Linked DNA regions of Mus musculus: region 1 is linked to region 2. A link is a contact called in public HiChIP or PLAC-seq data. All regions are on one chromosome and are shown on one strand. The core of a region is the stretch at or near the end of the contact, and the rest is flanking DNA. Distances in the headings are between cores, read along the strand shown.

Region 1 (4,792 bases), core at 160-2,659, 730 kb before region 2:
ATCTATCTACTATCTATCTATCTACTATCTATCTATCTATCTATCTACCTACCTACCTACCTACCTATCTACCTATCTATCATCTATCTATCTACTATCTATCTATCTATCTATCTATCTATCTATCTATCTACCTACCTATCTACCTATCATCTATCTATCTACTATCTATCTATCTATCTATCTATCTATCTACCTATCTATCATCTATCTATCATTTATCTATTGATATAATATATCCTATACATAGACAGTCTGGGAGCAATAATAGCCCAATAGCAAGAAGGATATTCATCCCTTGATAACTATATGTTGCTATTATTCAAAATAAACCAGTGAGAAATCCCAGAGATGAGGCAAAATAAAACACAGATAATTCTGAAGCAATCACTTGTATTAGAAAGTAAAGATATATCCAATAAACAAGGTATATGATTGGGAACAAGCCAAAAAGACACAAATTAATCTGAGGGGCTCCCACTGACTGATTCTTGGACAATATATCAAAACAGTTATAATAACAAACTAGGAGCCACAGACTAAAACAGATGACCACGCTGAGATCAATACACAAATGAATAAGTTAATGGAAAATTTATCAAATTTCAAAATATCTCCCTAAAAATACTTATGTAAAGCAAATAAAGACAACTATGGCAGAGAAGGTGGTAGTCACCAGGCTAACCAGCTGGTGGATGTGAGCATCTTCACAATAGAACAAAATCATGAACTGCCTTGCGGAATACCGGGGCACCACAGTGTGCTTGTGTGGTCTTCCTGCCCAAAAAACACAGTCAGAATACAATTGTGGCAAATTACAAGATGACAACAGAGAGAGGACTCACTTCTTAACATGGCCAAGTTATGAGCAGGGCAACAGCCTGCTGCTAGGTGGGATTTGTTTGTTTAGACTGTGTTATTTTGCTACACAACATTGCTGTGACACAATGTGAGTCGTCAGTGAGAAGGAGATGGTAGTCACATGCCAGTGTTGTTTTTCCTTCTGGATGCTATGCTGGGCTGCATGGGGGGAAGGCTCTGGCACCCAGAGGAATGAATGTAGTTTTGTCCTCACTCTTCAGTGGTTCAGAAAAATGCCCTATTTGTATTTTTTGCTGTTTTGTCAGCGTTCGTGTCAGGTTCACACTCTAAACAAATCCCAGCTGTGTGTTGTGCTCTAAGCTAAGCTCCTGAAACAAAGGTGCTGAGACAAGCATGGGGTAGAGAAGCCATGAGGAGTTTCTTCATCCTCTGGGTAGTAGCAGAGACATGGTTAGAAGTCAGTAGGCCTCCTGTTCTGTGGGGATCATGAGTGGGCACTAGGAATGGGCGTGGAACATAGGAATGGGAAATGGGGGCAGGGCTTAGCTTGTGAGAGGTGTTGAGTCAGACAGGATTCTGACTGTGTGTGTGTTCACTATTCGTAATGTTATCAGATAAAACTGAGAGCACCTCCACCCTGACACCCTGGGCTGCTCTAGGAGCATGCAGGGTGATCCTAGAGTCTTGCTAGATGTCATATAATCCTGGTGCTTTCCATTTGACAAGGATGGCGTAGACCACTCTCACTTGGCTCATCCTTTCTCTGCTTGTGAACTATGGATGCTATGGAGTGTTCACCCTGTTCTAGGTTTTGCCTCACCCTGTTTTTCTCAACTCACGGTTGTGGGTCTCTAGGATGAGAGAAGGGGGAATATAGTAAACCCAGTTTGAGTGCTAGACTGCAGTAAGTTTCCATTTCTTTATGGATACCTTCCATGCAGTAAGTTTTCATTTCACCCCTGTGATATAGGCTCCCTCCCTTTATATGTAGAGTCTCTCTCACTCTTACTACATTACAAAGAGCAGAGACTGCTTAGGTGGCCTCTGTTACCTTAGACTACAACAACTGAGTTATTTCCATGCAAATAGACTGAGACCGAGACTCATGCTGCTATAGAAAGGATACATAGACAAAAGGGAAAGTATAGACTCAGGTACCCCAATACCAAGTTCTTAACACAAAGGGGATTTTATCTGCCCCAGAGGGACAGAGAGCAGGGTTAAGGGACAAAGATAGGAAATAGAGGAAGAGAGAAAAGGGGCAGGGCGTAAGGGAGAGGGAAGAGGGGTATTTGTCCCAGAGTACAAAGGTTTGCTTCTGGATAGACAGGTGACAGATGTGGTACATAGTCAAATGGCTACTTATAAAGGTAAAAAGGGAAACCCCATGTTAGGATGAGGTATTTAATTTTAACTGGGCGTGTTAACTAGATGGGCCAAAGGAGGCTTTTGATTTCTTGACTTCCATACTTTGATAGCTGGACATTGGTAGTCAGCCTCAAGAGAAGGAAGTAGCCAAAAGGGAAAGGACCTTGGGGCTAGCTTCAGGCATGTAATCTAATGATTTTTAGTAAGGCAGAGGTTATGGGAGGGAAGGGCAAGGTTGCCAGAGTCATGCTGGCCACACTTGACTGACCAGAGTCCCTTCAATAGACTTCTTTAGACCAATAGAAAGAGAGAGAAGGAGAAAGGATTCCTGTCAGAAACATCCTAAGCCTAAATAAACCCTTTAGAGTCTGCTCTGCCCAACAAGGAGAATCTTTCAACCTGAGAACTCTGGAAACTTGCCAAGAAACTCCATTTCATCTGGAGAGGAGCCGCTTTCCTGTCTTTAATTTGTCTTACCTGCTAGTGGGTACCAAGCCTGCTTTCTCCCCACAGGACTTGGCTCTTGCATCTACCCTAGTGTACTGTAGTCACAACTCTGATTACCCAGCACTGAGCAAAGACTGGCCTTTCAGGGGTTGTCTTTCTGACTGGAATTGCATCTTCCTTCTGAGGGACAGGAGAAAGCAGCCCATTAATGGTGATCTATGGAATTATACAGCCCAGTGCCATCATTCCCAAGTGAGGAGATGGGCCAGAGGACTGCAAAGGCTGTGCTATAGGCTAGTGATGACAGAGGCAGCTTAAAGATGAAGCCCAAGCTCACTTTGTCCTGCGGTGTGCCCACTCCAGACAGTGTAAGCATGGAGACGGTAGTGGCAGAACAGAAAAGAAAAAGTGGAAGATTTAGGAAGACATAAGACAAGGAATTGGAGCCCCAAGTGCCCCATTTTATTTGGAACAGAAAAAACAAAAACAAAACAAAACAAAACAAAACAAACAAAAAAAATCCAGTTACGAAAGACGGGAAATGTATTTTAAGTACATTGTTTGGACATGGACTGAAATCAGTTTTTCTCAGCAGCTCTGAGTTGAGTCAAATCATTTTCACGATGGAGGCTGCCCCATGCATTGAATGTGTCCACCAGCTTTGCTGGCTTCTAGCTACTGCAGGTACTGAACCTCAAAAACTACCAAATGCCTCCAATTGTGAAACAGTTTCCTTGAAGACTGGAATATTCCACCCTGTAGATAAACTCCTTAAGCAGGAAAGTCAACATCTCAAAGTAGCTTCAGAAAGTTCCTGAAACTGATCAGAATCACTAGGTCCCTCCCTGGCAGAATAAGCAACAAAAGCCAAGAGTCTCCTCTCAGAGAGGAAGCTGAGCTGCAAAGAAGATTCTCAGACCAGACTAGATGCCTGGAAAAAGCAGAAACCAACCAAGCTACTGGAAGAGGTTTAGACCAACTGAGGCATGTAGAAAGGACACCTTCTCAAATGTTGCTGCCTGCAGGCTGTGCAGTGTGCTCCATATCTCCACTTTGTGAGTTGTCACCCATGCTGCAGTGGGCTTTAGTAACGCTGTCTTTGAGCAATTTCTGCTCTTGTAAGTAACTCCAGTAAGTAACCCCAATAAAACTCATTGGTTCACCAAGTTGGACTTCAGTGGCATCTGTACTTTGGTCTAATGACGTGACTGAAAGCAAGTGCATAACACTGGACAACATGAGTGCTGTCATTAGAGTCTGGCAGGCAGTGCAGCTTCAGGCCCGGTCTCAGCCTTTGGAGAAAGACTGCTGTTTGAATGATCCATCCACTTACCAACTCCATAGTTTCCCTTGGGCTCTCTAGGGCTGTACAATATTATCTATAAAACACTGCTAGGAGGGTCTGTCATACATAAATGTTTAATAATTAAAGAGAGGGATGAAGCCCAGTGGCACAGTTCTCGACTAGCGTGCACGAGGTCCAGGGAGAATGAGGAAGCTTTGATGACTATGTGCCAGCATAGGTCACAGCATTCTAGATGGCTCATTACCTATTGTATCTGCTCAATTACAGTTTAGTAACTGATACACAAATTAGACTTGTTGTCACCTTAAAGAGTTTCTTCTAAAAAACAGAACCAGATCAGTCCTGACTAAATGTCACACAAAATGTAAGAGCGTAGGAAAGCAAATTAAGTCAGATGTCTCAGGTTTGCTTCAACCCCCAAAATAGATGAGGGTGTACATGTTTATTTAAAGTGAAGAAAGAAATTGCATCAAACGCTCAGTGCTTCAGAGCCTTTGTTCTTCACCGTCTTGAGGCAGTTTACCAGAAATGTTTACACGGGAATGGTTCCTTAGTGCAACCTGCTCTCTTTTTAGCATCTAGAACACTAGATCTATGCTGTTAGTATTATTTAGAGTCCATGCCACCAAAACTCAGGATGTTTCAGTATCATTAAGGCACGATACAGCCAGTATTAGTCGCAGGATGCTCCATCCTGGGGGACACTGCAATAATGCTGCCAGAGCTCTATGTACCATTGTTCCCAGCCTTTCCGGAAATATTGTGGGACTGAGAAATTCCCCGGTGGCAACCACAGTATGGCTGAGCTCCCATTGCCTGCTACCTTCACACGGTGTGCATGAAGACACT
Region 2 (5,271 bases), core at 1,549-4,048:
GCCAGTTAATGGTAATGAGGCTTATTGTTTCAAGTCCACAGTGGTGCAAGGCAAATATCCCTGAGCACATGACCATGTCTAGAGATGTGGTCATGTTGTACAGAATGGCATAGAACTTTCACAGTGACTCTGAGTAAAGAAAATATTACAAAACAGCTATACACATGAAACGAATAGAAAGGCTTCTATTTTTGTTGTCTAAATGGCTAAACACTTAGATGCTTGGAATTTAGAATTGTACAAATTAAGCTCCTTAAAGATATTGGATAGATGCTTCTTCTCTTTTGTTAATGAAAGTAATTGGCTACAAGTTTATTTCCAGTCAAAAGTGCACACTCCAGGGATGAGCATGGACTTCTCTGGACAGTCAGCACCTCTCTGAGGTTCTGTTTTGCAATCTTTCTTTCTCTCTCATTTTATTACTCTTTCCCCATCCTAATTCTCTGGCCCTGCCTGTCTCTGTCATGTGCACACACCTAAGAGATGTTCATGTATAAGAGAAACATTATAAGAATCAGTTGACTATAGTGTGTGATGGAGGCTGTTGGGTTCTTGCAATGGCTGCCTTTGGCAATAGCTGCCATGTGGAGGGCTCCTAGCTCTCCATTTTCACTGGAAACCCAGCTCCCCCAGAGTTGTGACTGCTCATCAACCATGGCAGCTCAGAGATATGGCAAAACCTTCCTTGGTCTGTAAATATTGGCCCTCTTTAGCTTTCTCCCTGAATACCGAATACTTATGGTGTATATACTGTTTCCTTACAGTGAAAGATCCCATCAAAATTTTCTCAATTTCAGCTGAATATAATAACCTTTCCTCCATGTTTATATGTATGTAATAATCCCACCTCCCTGTTCAACTGTATACAATAAATATTCTGAAATTCCTAGGTGCGGAGGTTTCTCCATCAGAGAGAACCGTCCACCTGATCTCAGGTTTTCTGTGTGTGTGTGTGTCTCTGTGTGTGTGTGTGTGTGTGTGTGTGTGTGTGTGTGTGTGTGTGTGTTGCCTTTTCTTCATTCACTTCATGCCACAGTCAGTTCAGTACCCATAGTCCTGCAGCATGCAGCAGGGTAGAACAGTCAGGAATGTGGGTGGCACATAGACTTGGATTTGAACTTTGACTCTTACATGATGAGAACACATCCCTGCCAGTCTTGCTTTAAAATCTCTGGTTCTAGTTCCTGTTTTATGAGACAGAGAATAAATTATTTGTTTTACTGAGTTATTTTGAGGATCAAATAGGTTAGTAAAGAATTGGGACAGTGTCCAGCCTGTAACAAGGTTCAATGCGTTCACAGTTTCAGCTTCCTGTGTTCAACACAAAGCAAAATCTCCAGGACTCTGTGGCTTTGCCTATTACACAGCTTAAACTGATTGGAGCATATCAAGTGTTCCATCAGTCTCTGGAGGCAGCAGAAACATCAGTGGAGTCATAAGCAAAATGGAGAAATGGCGCATCTTTGTTTGATGCTATTCATCACTCCAGGAAGCCTCTAACTACAAGAGATTGGGTTTCAAAGTTTAGTTTGTGAGTCGCTTTCTGGAAACAATTTTCTAGACAGTGGTTAGATCCTCGAGCAGTATCATGGGAGTATATTGACTCATGTTAGGACCAACTGAGATATTTTCCCTCTAGGGTCCAGGGGAAAAACTTCACAGTCAAACCAAACGAGGTCATAGTACATTTCACAGGACTATCATATACGCTTAAAGAAAACATACATGTACACACACACACACACACACACACACACACACAATCCTCACATATAATACACATACAGTTCATATTTTAACCAGTAACATCTCTATTATCTCTCGCTTATTTATTTTATTTTATTTAGCATTTTAAGACATAGTCTCTATATAGCCTAGTGGAGACCTTAAACCTGCTTTATGCTTCTAACTTAGGATTCTTCTGCTTCAGCCTCCTTACTGCTGTGATTACAGGTGAAAAGTATTTTGTTCAATACATTAAATCCATTTTCTTATGGTTCCATTGCAGTGGTTTTCCTATGATTTTCTTTTTTAAGATACATTTCCTCAATGCATCTTCTTGTGCAAGCATATTTTAACATGTCTCATAGAAGGTAAAGGTGTCAAATATGCTATAGATTACACTAATTAAAGTACAAGAATTTTAGTTATGACAAATTTCCTTTCAAATTTTGCAGTATATTACTGCTTCTACCATACTGTCTGAGATGGCTGAGGTTATTCAAGGTGTTATAATAAGATACCACAAACTGCAGGCTTATCCACAATAGGAATGTATCTGTCAGTGTTCTACAGCTTGGAAAAATCCATCGCCATATTACCAGCAATCCAATGCTTCTTTACAGATCCTATGCAGTGTTTTCTGGATTCTAGATAGTAACATGGTCCAAAGTTTTGTGAGATCCATGCTCGAATGCCAGGACAGAAAGATGGCCACAGGAGACTGAAAGGTTAAAAAGATGGAGAGGAGTTGTATGGAGATAAGAAAAATTGTATTCATACCAGGAGAGGAGCACTAGGCAGGATGCCACTGGCAGGCAAACACATACACACAGATACACACAGAGACCCTCACACAGGCTACATGGAGGTAGGCACACAGACCTACAAGTAGATATACAAGGCAGGCTGGCAAAGAAGGATGGGAAGGGCTCAAGCCACCGACCTCAAAGCCATATTTGTACAGAATTTAACTAAAATGGTACTCTGCCAAAAATAATTACATAAATGATGACTTCACTGTTTACTTTGTGGCTCCCAAGACATCCATCTGACTCACAACACTATAATGTCCAGTCGCAGCCATTTTAGTCAGCTCATAATGGGTACCAACATCAATGGCATGTTGTATAAATATAAACTTGTCCTCACTGCCTTCTCTCCCTAACAGGATGTATCTTGTGCTTCTTTTATAGGATGTTAACCCCATTCATGAAGAATCTCATGACCACACCACACTCCAAGTCTCCATTTGCTGACACCATTACAATCTTAGAATCAGGGTTCCAACATAGGAGTTTGGGGTGACGTACGTATTTCCAGACCTGTGTAACTCTTTCTCCATATCCTTGCCAGTGCTAAATGCTATCATATTTTTTAAGCTTCCCAACCACTGGAACAAATGTAAATTTCAGGTAATATTTGTCAATTTTATTTGAGCTTGTTTACCCAAGAATTATTTTTATTTTTCAGATATTTATCTTTTGTCCTTTTAATCTTTTGGTTTGCTTTTCTTACTGCTTTGCACAAGCCCTTTGAACATCAAAGAATTAGATCTCACTTTGCATGGACATTAAATCCCTCCCTACTGTTAGGACATAATTTTTAACCAAGTTACTGCTTCTTTGTTTTCAATGTCATAGACTTCCTCTTAAGTTGTCTTACATCCAGTCTGTGCTATTGGAATATCCTGCCATAGGAACCAGTAAATTTCCTCTTACAAAGTATTATTACTACCACCACGAATAAGCCAGAAGACCAACTTTAACCTCTCAGAATTGTGTGCTTGTGTGCGTGTTTGCTTTGGGTTCTTTGCCAATTTGAATTATTCTCCAGAGACAGTTCTATGATCTGAGATGTCCTATCCCCAATACAATAAGACTAAGGACAGTGCTCTAGGTTACCATTAATTAAACAGATGCCCCATTGTGAGTCATTGACTCAGCCAGCTTTAAGAGAGTCTTCAGTCTACCTCCATCTCTTCATTGGAACTTTCATGGAACCTACTGAGCATCAATAGAAAAAACTAAAGTTCCTTTATTGATTCTAGTGAGGATATGGTCTGTTAGAGAATGTGTAATACTTACTTACTGGAAAATTTAGATGCTGGATAAGGAGGCTTTGAGGGATTTGGAACAATGTACCCTGTCTGAGTTCCTTTCTAACAGCTCACATTTACTAGGCCCAGTGGGGATTCATCCCATATGCAGCCACTATTGCTGATGCCAAGAAGTACTTGCTGACAGGAGCCTGATATAGCTGCCCCGTGAGTGGCTCTGCCAGTGCCTGACCAACAGAGATGCAGATGCTTGCAGCCAACAGTCAGCCTGAACATGGGAAGCCCAGTGGAGGAGTTAGGGCAAGGACTGAAGGAGCTGAAGGGGTTTGCAACCTCATAGGAAGAACAAGAATATCAATCAACCAGACCCCCTCAGAGCTCCCAAGGAATAAACAACTAACCAAAGAATATACATGGAGGGACCAATGGCTCTAGCTGCATATGTAGCAGAGGATGGCTTTATCTGATATCTGTGGGAGGGGAGGCCCTTGGTCTTGTGAAAGCTTGATGCCCCAGCCCAAGGAAATGCTAGGGCGATATGGGGAGATGAGTGAGTGGGTCAGAGAGCAACCCTACAGAAGCAGGGGAAGGGGGCATGGGATAAGGGGTTTGTGGAGGGGAAACCGGGAAGTGGGATAACATTTGAAACGTAAACGAATAAAATAATCAATTAAAAAACGGAATGACTAATAGTAACAGCTATAAATTAAACATCAAAACTAATTTCTGACAGTATATCATGACATAAGAATTGCTGTCTTTTTATAAAGTTAGCCTGAATACTGTGGGGAGAATGGCAGGTCTATGATTCACTATTTTAAAACAATAACATTTCTAAGTTGACAAAAGGCTTTGTAGTGGTCCTTGGGCATCAACCTTTCTGTCAGTCATTGTACCTTACAAGCAGTCTTCAAGCATTGATGACATGCTTAAGCAACTCCTTGTAATCCACAAGATCATGGTTTTCTGTAGGTAAATGAGATTTGTTTAGGAAAAAGCAAAATATACAAAAGCCAAGCTACAATTAGTTATTTTTGATCAGTCATAAAATCTTGTGCAACTAATTACAGATAAATACATCCATGTTCTCATAGATAAATGACTGTCTTGAACATTACTTATTTATATTAAGTATGGGTAAAGTTCATTCATACAGATAATTTAAACGTGTTTATGCATATGTATACATATTTATCTATATCTACTAAATTCTTAGTAAGAAAATATCTGATAAAGATATAAGGACAGCTTCTGTGTGTTTGTCATTGAAAATATATTTATTATTTGAAAAATTCTCAACTTTTCAAACAGCCACCTTTGTAGTAAACTGTGTTTGTGCTAGTTTGCACAACCCCCTTTCACGTGTGTCTCAAGCAAGAAGAGCATCCTTTAATGTTCAAGGACAGCTACATGCTGGTTGCAATAACAAGGGTTCAGAGAATGTTCTTTTTTCCTTTAAAACACTTCAGAGAACAAAGATGCTATAGCCACAG

What was found. HiChIP or PLAC-seq counts read pairs in DNA pulled down with a chosen protein or histone mark.
Region 1: a FOXA1 HiChIP or PLAC-seq map of pancreatic cancer cells shows a contact between it and region 2. The contact joins two enhancer-like sites.

The regions. Positions count from the first base shown.
Region 1 is chr2:124,852,583-124,857,374 of GRCm38.p6, reverse strand. No RefSeq gene overlaps it. Among named protein-coding and RNA genes, the nearest start is that of Gm39920, 61 kb to the right of the region's middle. Within about 2 kb of position 1,409, at least 25 of the 459 cell types and tissues checked have an H3K27ac peak or open chromatin away from gene starts, as enhancers often do. A contact at or near this core is called in pancreatic cancer cells, where this site is marked.
Region 2 is chr2:124,119,253-124,124,523 of GRCm38.p6, reverse strand. 4930517E11Rik (RIKEN cDNA 4930517E11 gene) reads left to right here. Exons shown (of 3, transcript NR_040611.1): 3 at 1-888. It also overlaps a transcript of Sema6d not described here. Among named protein-coding and RNA genes, the nearest start is that of 4930517E11Rik, 8.1 kb to the left of the region's middle. Within about 2 kb of position 2,798, at least 7 of the 459 cell types and tissues checked have an H3K27ac peak or open chromatin away from gene starts, as enhancers often do. A contact at or near this core is called in pancreatic cancer cells, where this site is marked.